Regions from separate parts of the Sus scrofa genome. Here regions 2 and 3 are each linked to region 1. A link is a contact called in public Hi-C data. All regions are on one chromosome and are shown on one strand. The core of a region is the stretch at or near the end of the contact, and the rest is flanking DNA. Distances in the headings are between cores, read along the strand shown.

Region 1 (2,508 bases), core at 4-2,503:
TTAGACTCCACCTCTTCTAGAAAAGAATATCACTCAACTTGTGAACATATCTTAAAACCACCATACCCAAATTTACTATTTTTTTTTTCAACATCTTTCCGTTCTGCTTCATCATTCTCTTACCCTTTCCTCACATACTTATTTCCTAACTATTTCAGAGCAGGTAGCAAGCTCCACATCCCTTCTCTCCTAAAGGCTTATATTCCTTCAGGAAAAGGATAGTCTTTTTTTTTTTTTTTTTTTTGCTTTTTAGGGCCCCTTCTGACATTCCTTTTTTTTTTTTTTTTTGTCTTTTTTGGGCCACACCCACAGCATATGGAGGTTCCCAGGGTAGGAGTCTAATCAGAGCTGTAGCTGCCAGCCTACACCACAGCCACAGCAACGCGGGATCCGAGCCACGTCTGCGACCTACACCACAGCCCACGGCAATTTCGGATCCTTAACCCACTGAGCGAGGCCAGGGATGGAACCCGCAACCTCATGGTTCCTAGTCGGATTCATTAACCACTGAGCCATGATAGGAACTCTACAAAATTGATTGTTAAACAATACAGGCAGCGGGCTACAAAGTGTGACTTAGGTTATGTAAGGTTTTGTTTTTCTCTTTTAGGGCCGCACCTGCAGCGTATGGAGGTTTTCAGACTAGGGGTCAAATTGGCGCTGTAGCTTCTGGTCTACACGGCAGCTCACAGCAACGCTGAGCCTTAACCCACTGAGTGGGGCCAGGTATTGAACCTGCGTCCTCATGGATACTTGTCAGATTCATTTCCACTGAGCCCAGACGGGGACTCCGGTTATGTAAGTTTCTATCAGCGGAGAATAAAGAAAAGGTGCTTCGGTTGAGCTCTAGGCCGCTCCCGCCCCCAGCACCAGAAAGACAAAAAATTGTTTATGAAAACTCAGCTTATTTCTGGGAAACTCTGAACCGTTTCCTTCGGCTCTGGTCTCGGTTAGAACACAGCTGTGGACGGCCCAGAGAGTCTACTCGTCTGGTTAAAATTCCAGTGCAACCGTTTCTCGGCTCTTTCCAGGAGCAGGTAACTTTTAGAAATGTCCAATTCCTCCTCCGTTACGGGGAACTTCCGCGGGCCCCAGCGCCCGGGCGGCTGCGAGGATCCAGCGAGCTGGTGAGCGGCTCGCTCCGCCCGGGATCGCATAGGCGCGCGCCGCCCCCCGGCGGCCGAGCGGGCGGAGCGGCGTCACGTGGGCGGGGCGGCGTCACGTGGGCGGGGCGGGCTCGTCGGCCGATCGCACGATGTGACGCGCCGCCGGAGGCAGGCCGGGCCCTCAAGATGGCGGCGGGCGCCCCGAGCGGCTCGGCCCGGCAGTAGTGGCGGGACGGCACTCGCCGCTGGGGCCGGCCGCCCCGGGAGTGGCTGCAGCAGCGCCAGGAGTCGAGGATGGTAAAATGACCCAGGGGAAGAAGAAGAAACGGGCCGCGAACCGCAGTATCATGCTGGCCAAGAAGATCATCATTAAGGACGGAGGCACGGTGAGCCGGGGGTACCGCGCCGGGGAGGGTCTTGCGGGGCCCGGATCTCTCTCTGCCCCCGCGCTGCCCCCTGCGGCCGCCCCTGGGTGCCCTCCGCCCTCCCTACCCTCCCGCGGTGCCGCTGTCTCGGGCTCCCGGGCCCCCGTGCCTCTGCTCCGGGGGCTTTCCTCTCCTCGCCGGCCTGCGGCCTCCGGGCCGGTCCTCTCGGATGGTGAAGCCGCTCGCCTCTCCCGCACCTGCCGCCCTCTCCGCCGTCGCCCCCGGAGGCCCTGCGGCCCCGAGCCCCCCGCGCTCCTCCTCCGCGGGCAGGGATCGACGCCGGGCTCCGTCGCCGGCCGGCCCACCGTGTCGCCGGGGCGGTGCTGGTGCCGCCCCCTCCCCCCCGCCGTCCAGGCCCCGCGGCCGGGGGCAGTCCCTGCCCTCCCATATGCTGCTAACGGGGTGGCATCTGGCGCGGCGACCCCGGCGGGGCCGGGTCGTGCGCTCGCTCTCTCCTTCCCGGTCCTGGGTCGGTGCTCCTGCCCTTCGCTGCCTGCTGTACGGTAAACACCGTCGGAAGGTGGGCTTCCCCCTGACTTCCCGCAGCAGGAGCGGGACAGAGGACACCTGGGCCTAGACCTGAATCTGCTGGTTTTCACAGGCCAGTCCTCACCCCCGGGCTTCAGAAATCACCTGGTGTATTTTAAAACAAAAAAGACTAGATGGAGTTGTGGCCTGAGGATTGGAAGACCGATTGAGGGCGAGACAAAATTTGTGCTTTTTAGAAACAGTTGTCGTCACAGTAAACTTTATGCATCGTGGTGTCGTTAACCAGCAGGGGACGTAGGCCTCTTAATTGAAAATAACGCGCCTGTACTTTTTTTATGCTGAAAATTCTCCATTGCTACGCTCTCTAGTCTTTGTTGCCTTCTTTGATATCATGTTCTGAAATAGAATGGAAAAGTGAAATGCATATGTCACTTCTCCGAGAAATAGGCAGAAATGGTTCCTTTTCCCCCCATATTTGCTTATATTTT
Region 2 (2,508 bases), core at 5-2,504, 100 kb after region 1:
AACAAATCAATGTCTTCATTTCTTTTAATGTCACATTTCCACACCACTTAGTTTTCACATATATTTTCACACCTGATCCTCATTAACAACCAACCATGTAGGTAGCCATGTTTTATCAGCTTTACTAATGAGGAAAATCAAGGTTCAGAGAGGAGCCAGCTGACACTGAGTGGTGCACTTGAGACAAAATTGAAATCTCCTGCCAAATCTCCCTACTTCGGCCTCAACAGCACCACCTCTTTAACCAAAGTTGTAACTTTTACATTTATCTGTGATACTGGCCTTTATTTCCACCCTCACCAGACTGTAAACTCCACCAACACAAGAACTCTCCTGATCACTGTATCCCCGGTGCCCAGGAAGAGTGTTCAACGTTTGTTGAATGACTAAATGAATATATGGTTTTCAACAATTGTTTTTCAATTTATTACACGTAATTTATTTTTAGTAACTATGACGAAAGAGAGGCAATACACCACAAATTTGTAGAGTTTTTTTTTTTTTTTTAAGTCTAACCTTGCATTTACTTCCAGTAGCGTTCAAAGGAGAGAGGGGGGAAAAAGGGCCGTGAGCCAAAGCCTGAATTCTAGTGCCCGCCCGCCGTGAACTCGTGAGCTCTCACGCAAATTACTTAATTTCTCTGAGCCAGACTTCTTATCCGTCAAAAAGAGAAATGGGCTATCATCTCCATGACAACATCCAGAGATAAGACTTAAAAAAAAACACACACAAAAACTGATGCGGGTCGGCGACCCATTCCTCACTCTTCCCTCCCCAGCAACGGCAGACTTTGAAACGACCACGAGGTCCCAGCCAGCTCTGTCTCCGCGGCCCGGGGAGATGGGCCGCACACCCAGCGCAGGCCGGGGCCCACCGGCCGGAGCCGCCATCTTTCCCCCTTGGCCCGACCCCTAACCGCCACCCGCGGGCACAGAGTAACGCGGCCCTCACCTCTCCTCGCAGTCTTTACATTTCACCTGCAACGGGACGAGTTGCTGGAACAGAATCTGGCTCATGCTGAACCCCTGCCCCGGCCGGTGTGCGGAAAAACCCAAACGGGCCGGCGGGTCAGCGGTACTAGCCTGAAAGGCCTCCGGGGCCTGTTTAAGTTTGGCGCTCGGCTTCCGCGGAAGAGGCGGGGAAAGTGAAGCAGAGACGATACGGAGGAGGTTTGGGCCTCGCCGGCCACCATCAGCTTCTTCCGGTTTTGTGACGGCTGGGCGGTCGTTCCGGGTACCCTCCTGCGTGGCGGGATCCGAGGCCGCCATATTTGTTAAGGGAAGGGAACCCGAGAGGCGCTAACAACTTTTCCTCTCTTCGCCGGATCGATGCTTGCTACCTGAAGTAAGCCCTGAATTATGGCGGCTTCTGCGCCGACACCGCATGGAACTGACTCTCCAGCAGAGGGGCGATGCGGTTACTATGTGGAAAAGAAGAAGCGGTTCTGCAGGATGGTGGTGGCAGCGGGGAAAAGGTTCTGTGGTGAACACGCTGGAGCGGCGGAGGTCTGGTATCGCCTTACCCTCTCGAGGGTCGGAAATAAGTTTCCTGGTCCGGCACTTTCCCTCTCTGACAGATTTCTGCTTCTGTCCCCTGGAGTTTCCAGCTTTTCCCGTGATAAACGCAGTCCTGGCCTCCCTAGGGAGCGATGATGAGCCGTAGTGAAGTGCAGTGTTGTCTTGTACTAAGTAAAGCGCCAGCAGTGACCCGTTTATCTTGATACCAACTCGTGGTAACGCTAGATTGTAGTTTTACCGCAGACTACCGCTTCTTGCGCTCCGCTCACTCTCCGCCTTCCTGATGGGAAGTGGTGGTTTAGAAAGAAGACAGATCCCAAGGTTTCACTCATTGTGTTTTCATTGTTTTGTGAACGATAATCACTTCTTGTGAATTATTGTGAGTCACTTCTTGTGAATTAGATGTACAGTCTTTTGAAAGCAACTAATAACTACTTTGCTGCAAAGGGGAAGGAAAGATTTAAAAACATGTAAGAATTGACTCAACACTGAGAACAGAAACTGTATGATTTTGTTCCATTAAACGTATGATTGTGATGTCGAACTATATATCTTTATGTATGTGTTTTTCTTTAGGAGATATATGATAGAAAATTTTAAAAACAGCAAGAGCAGAATGCTTATAGAAAGAGCATGTTTGATAGCTTTTAGAACAATTAAACCAAATAGACAAGCATCTGATTTCATGTCTTCTGAATGTCCGGTGTTATTTACATTTCTTTTCTTTGTGAGTCCGATGGTTTCTCCTGCTAGGCAATGTCTAATACAGATGCGCGTGCGCGCGCGCACACACACCCCCTCCAGCCCTGCCATCTGCTACTGTCCCTCATAGCCAAAGCTGTACTTCATGTGTTGATTTGACTGACATTTGCGTAGAGTGAAGTGTACTAAAACAAGCAGATTCTTGTTTTGGAATGTAAGTGACTTGTGACTTACAAGGACTCTTTGAAGTACACTCACTGTTGCCTTGGCTGGTTTTGAGGGGACCAGC
Region 3 (2,508 bases), core at 6-2,505, 72 kb before region 1:
CCTTTGAAACAAAATTTCTCTCTATGATCATTCTTCTTTTGATCAAAGATAATCTCAAAGAAAGATTTTTTTTTTTTAATGGCTGCCCCTGAAGCATATAAAAGTTCCCAGGCTAGAAGACAATCAGAGCTGTAGCTAAGACCTATGCTACAACCACAGCAACTCTGGCTAGGAGCCACATCTGTGACCTATGCTGCAGCTCACAGCAATGCCAGATCCTTAACCCACTGAGCAAGGCCAGGGATTAAACCCACATCCCCTCTGACAGAGGTCGGGTTCATAACCTGCTGAGCTACAACAGGAACTCCAAATAAACCTAATTCTTTCTAGAAATTCCTGTCATGGCTCAGCAGAAACGAATCTGACTAGCATCCATGAGGACGAAGGTTCGATCCCTGGCCTCGCTCAAAGCGTTAAGGATCCGGCGTTGCCGTGAGCGCTGGTGTAGGTTGCAGACACGGCTCAGATCCCTTGTTGTTGTAGCTGTGGTATAGGCTGGCAGCTACAGCTCTGATTTGACCCCCTCCAAATGCCATGGGTGCGACCCTAAAAGCAAAAACAAAACAAAAAAACTAGTTATTTCTAGAACCTCTCTTTTTTATAGGATAAAAGAACAAGTTCTTTGTGATTTTACAAGGGCCTTCTGGGAAATCAATCTTAAATGCAAAATATATCGTTTGAGATTTGGAATTTGGAAGGCAAAATATCAAAATTTGTGAGGAGGTTTGAACACTTGCTTATATAAGATCATGGGTTACTGTGAAAAATACTTGGCCACCTCTTCAACCAAAATGACAATAAAATATTTTAAAAGTATACATAGGAGATAGCATGATTGCAGAGAACCTTAGCTCTTTCAAAAGTAGGAAGACTTTGTACTCAAACAATCAAGGATATAAAATCAATATAAAACACAGGAAATAGTTCTGATAAGATACAGAATCCTTGTTTTATAGGCAGATTTCTCAGAAGGAAAGAAAAATTCTTACAACCTCTTACTAAGGAAGGCAGGCAAGTAATCCCGAACAGTGAGAAAACTAAAGTCTCATCGTACGTCGGTGTATTTGTTACTAAAACACTTTTGACAATCTCGTAAGTAAATCCATTAACCTTCAGCCCGCTTTGACCACTGTAATTAAAATTTCCTTTGGGGGATTTTTCTTTATCCATGCAATTCTTTCCTACACTTTCCTCCTTCTCATTCTGGAACGAAGATCCAGTTTACGTCAGCACAAATTTGCTCTCTTTTTGCGCAACTAAAACCTACCCTGCAGACTTTGCCTACAAAGTTCCTCTCTGTCACCTTTGCTCTGAGAAGAGGCTTGTTTGCATATATTGATTATATCTTTTAACTGGTCACTTCTATTTCACAGGGAAAACTAGGAGGTTAGGTAATTGTGACTGAATACACTAGCATTTTTAGCAGATCAGTAGAGGTTATAAACACACATTTCATAACTTTTTATAGCTATTCACATCCCAAAGCTGCATAAATGAATATATTCATTAACAGATCCAAATATTTAGCCTCTGGGAGTTCCCATTGTGGCTCAGTGGGTTAAGAACCTGACTAGTATCCATGAGGATGTGGGTTCAATCCCTGGCCTCCCTCAGTGGGTTAAGGATCCAGAGTTGCTGTGAGCAATGGTGTAGGGAGCAGATGAGGCTCAGATCCGAGTTGCTGTGGCTGTGGTATAGGTGGGCAGCTGCAGCTCCGATTTGACCCCTAGCCTGGCACTTTCCATATGCCATAGGTGCAGTCGTAAAAAAAAAAAAAAAAAGAGAAAAGAGGCAAAAAATACATAAATATTATATAAACTGCAAATTATGTTCTGCAATTAATGTTTCAGTATCCTATCCTACTTAGAAATGATCTGTGTATCTATGAATATCCATTAATTAACTCAGATTAACATTCATCTAAGAGTTTAAGTTACTGAAAGATCTTAGAAGCCATTTCCAAGATGACACACTACAAAACACAATTACTAGGAGTCCTGTTGTGGCTTATTGGTAAGAACCTGAATAGTATCCATGAGGACGCAGGTTTGATCCCTGGCCTTTCTCAGTGGGTTAAGGATGTGGTGTTGCTGTGAGCCGTGGTGTAGGTCACCGACTCAGCTTGGAACCCACGTGACTGAGGCTGTGGAGTAGGCTAGAAGCTGTAGCTCCCATTCAACCTCTAGCTTGGGACTTCCATATGCTGCACCTGTGGCCATAAAAAGAAAAAAAAGAAGAAAAAATTGGACAAAAAGGGATACTGATTTTTTTTTTTTGATCATAAAACTGGCTCATGTAAAATACAAAAGTAAACATTTTTTTTTTCCCACTGTACAGCAAGGGGGTCAGGTTATCCTTACATGTATACATTATAATTACATTTTCCCCACACTCTTTCTCAAAAGTAAACATTTGAAGAAAAAACATGAAAAGCATTTACATGGACCAGTTTCTCTTTAAAAAAAAAAATTTTTTTTGAGGATACAGATTTTATTCAAATCTTAGGGA

What was found. Hi-C and Micro-C count contacts between places; a contact is called where the count stands out from the background.
Region 2: a contact with region 1 is called in a Hi-C map of skeletal muscle, with 6 times the contacts expected there. The contact joins the promoter of TRMT13 here to the promoter of MFSD14A in region 1. A contact is called at or near these places in 2 of 5 promoter capture datasets (fetal liver and liver), 13 of 47 Hi-C or Micro-C datasets (alveolar macrophages, brain, fetal liver and 8 more) and 2 of 2 datasets of contacts at active chromatin or transcription factors (alveolar macrophages and skeletal muscle).
Region 3: a contact with region 1 is called in a Hi-C map of liver, with 4 times the contacts expected there. The contact joins the enhancer-like site here to the promoter of MFSD14A in region 1. A contact is called at or near these places in 2 of 5 promoter capture datasets (fetal liver and liver), 12 of 47 Hi-C or Micro-C datasets (alveolar macrophages, fetal liver, heart right ventricle and 4 more) and 1 of 2 datasets of contacts at active chromatin or transcription factors (skeletal muscle).

Annotation. Positions count from the first base shown.
Region 1 is chr4:118,089,119-118,091,626 of Sscrofa11.1, reverse strand. MFSD14A (hippocampus abundant transcript 1 protein) reads left to right here and starts at 1,253. Exons shown (of 13, transcript XM_013997351.2): 1 at 1,253-1,492. The coding sequence starts at 1,409.
Region 2 is chr4:117,984,379-117,986,886 of Sscrofa11.1, reverse strand. It overlaps TRMT13 (tRNA:m(4)X modification enzyme TRM13 homolog), which reads left to right and starts at 1,254. Exons shown (of 10, transcript XR_002343574.1): 1 at 1,254-1,505. It overlaps SASS6 (spindle assembly abnormal protein 6 homolog), which reads right to left and starts at 1,288. Exons shown (of 17, transcript XM_021090148.1): 1 at 952-1,288. The coding sequence starts at 1,268.
Region 3 is chr4:118,161,453-118,163,960 of Sscrofa11.1, reverse strand. The region is part of intron 1 of LOC110260374 (a long non-coding RNA gene); the gene reads left to right. Among named protein-coding and RNA genes, the nearest start is that of SLC35A3, 37 kb to the right of the region's middle. Within about 2 kb of position 1,255, at least 8 of the 83 cell types and tissues checked have an H3K27ac peak or open chromatin away from gene starts, as enhancers often do. A contact at or near this core is called in fetal liver and liver, where this site is marked.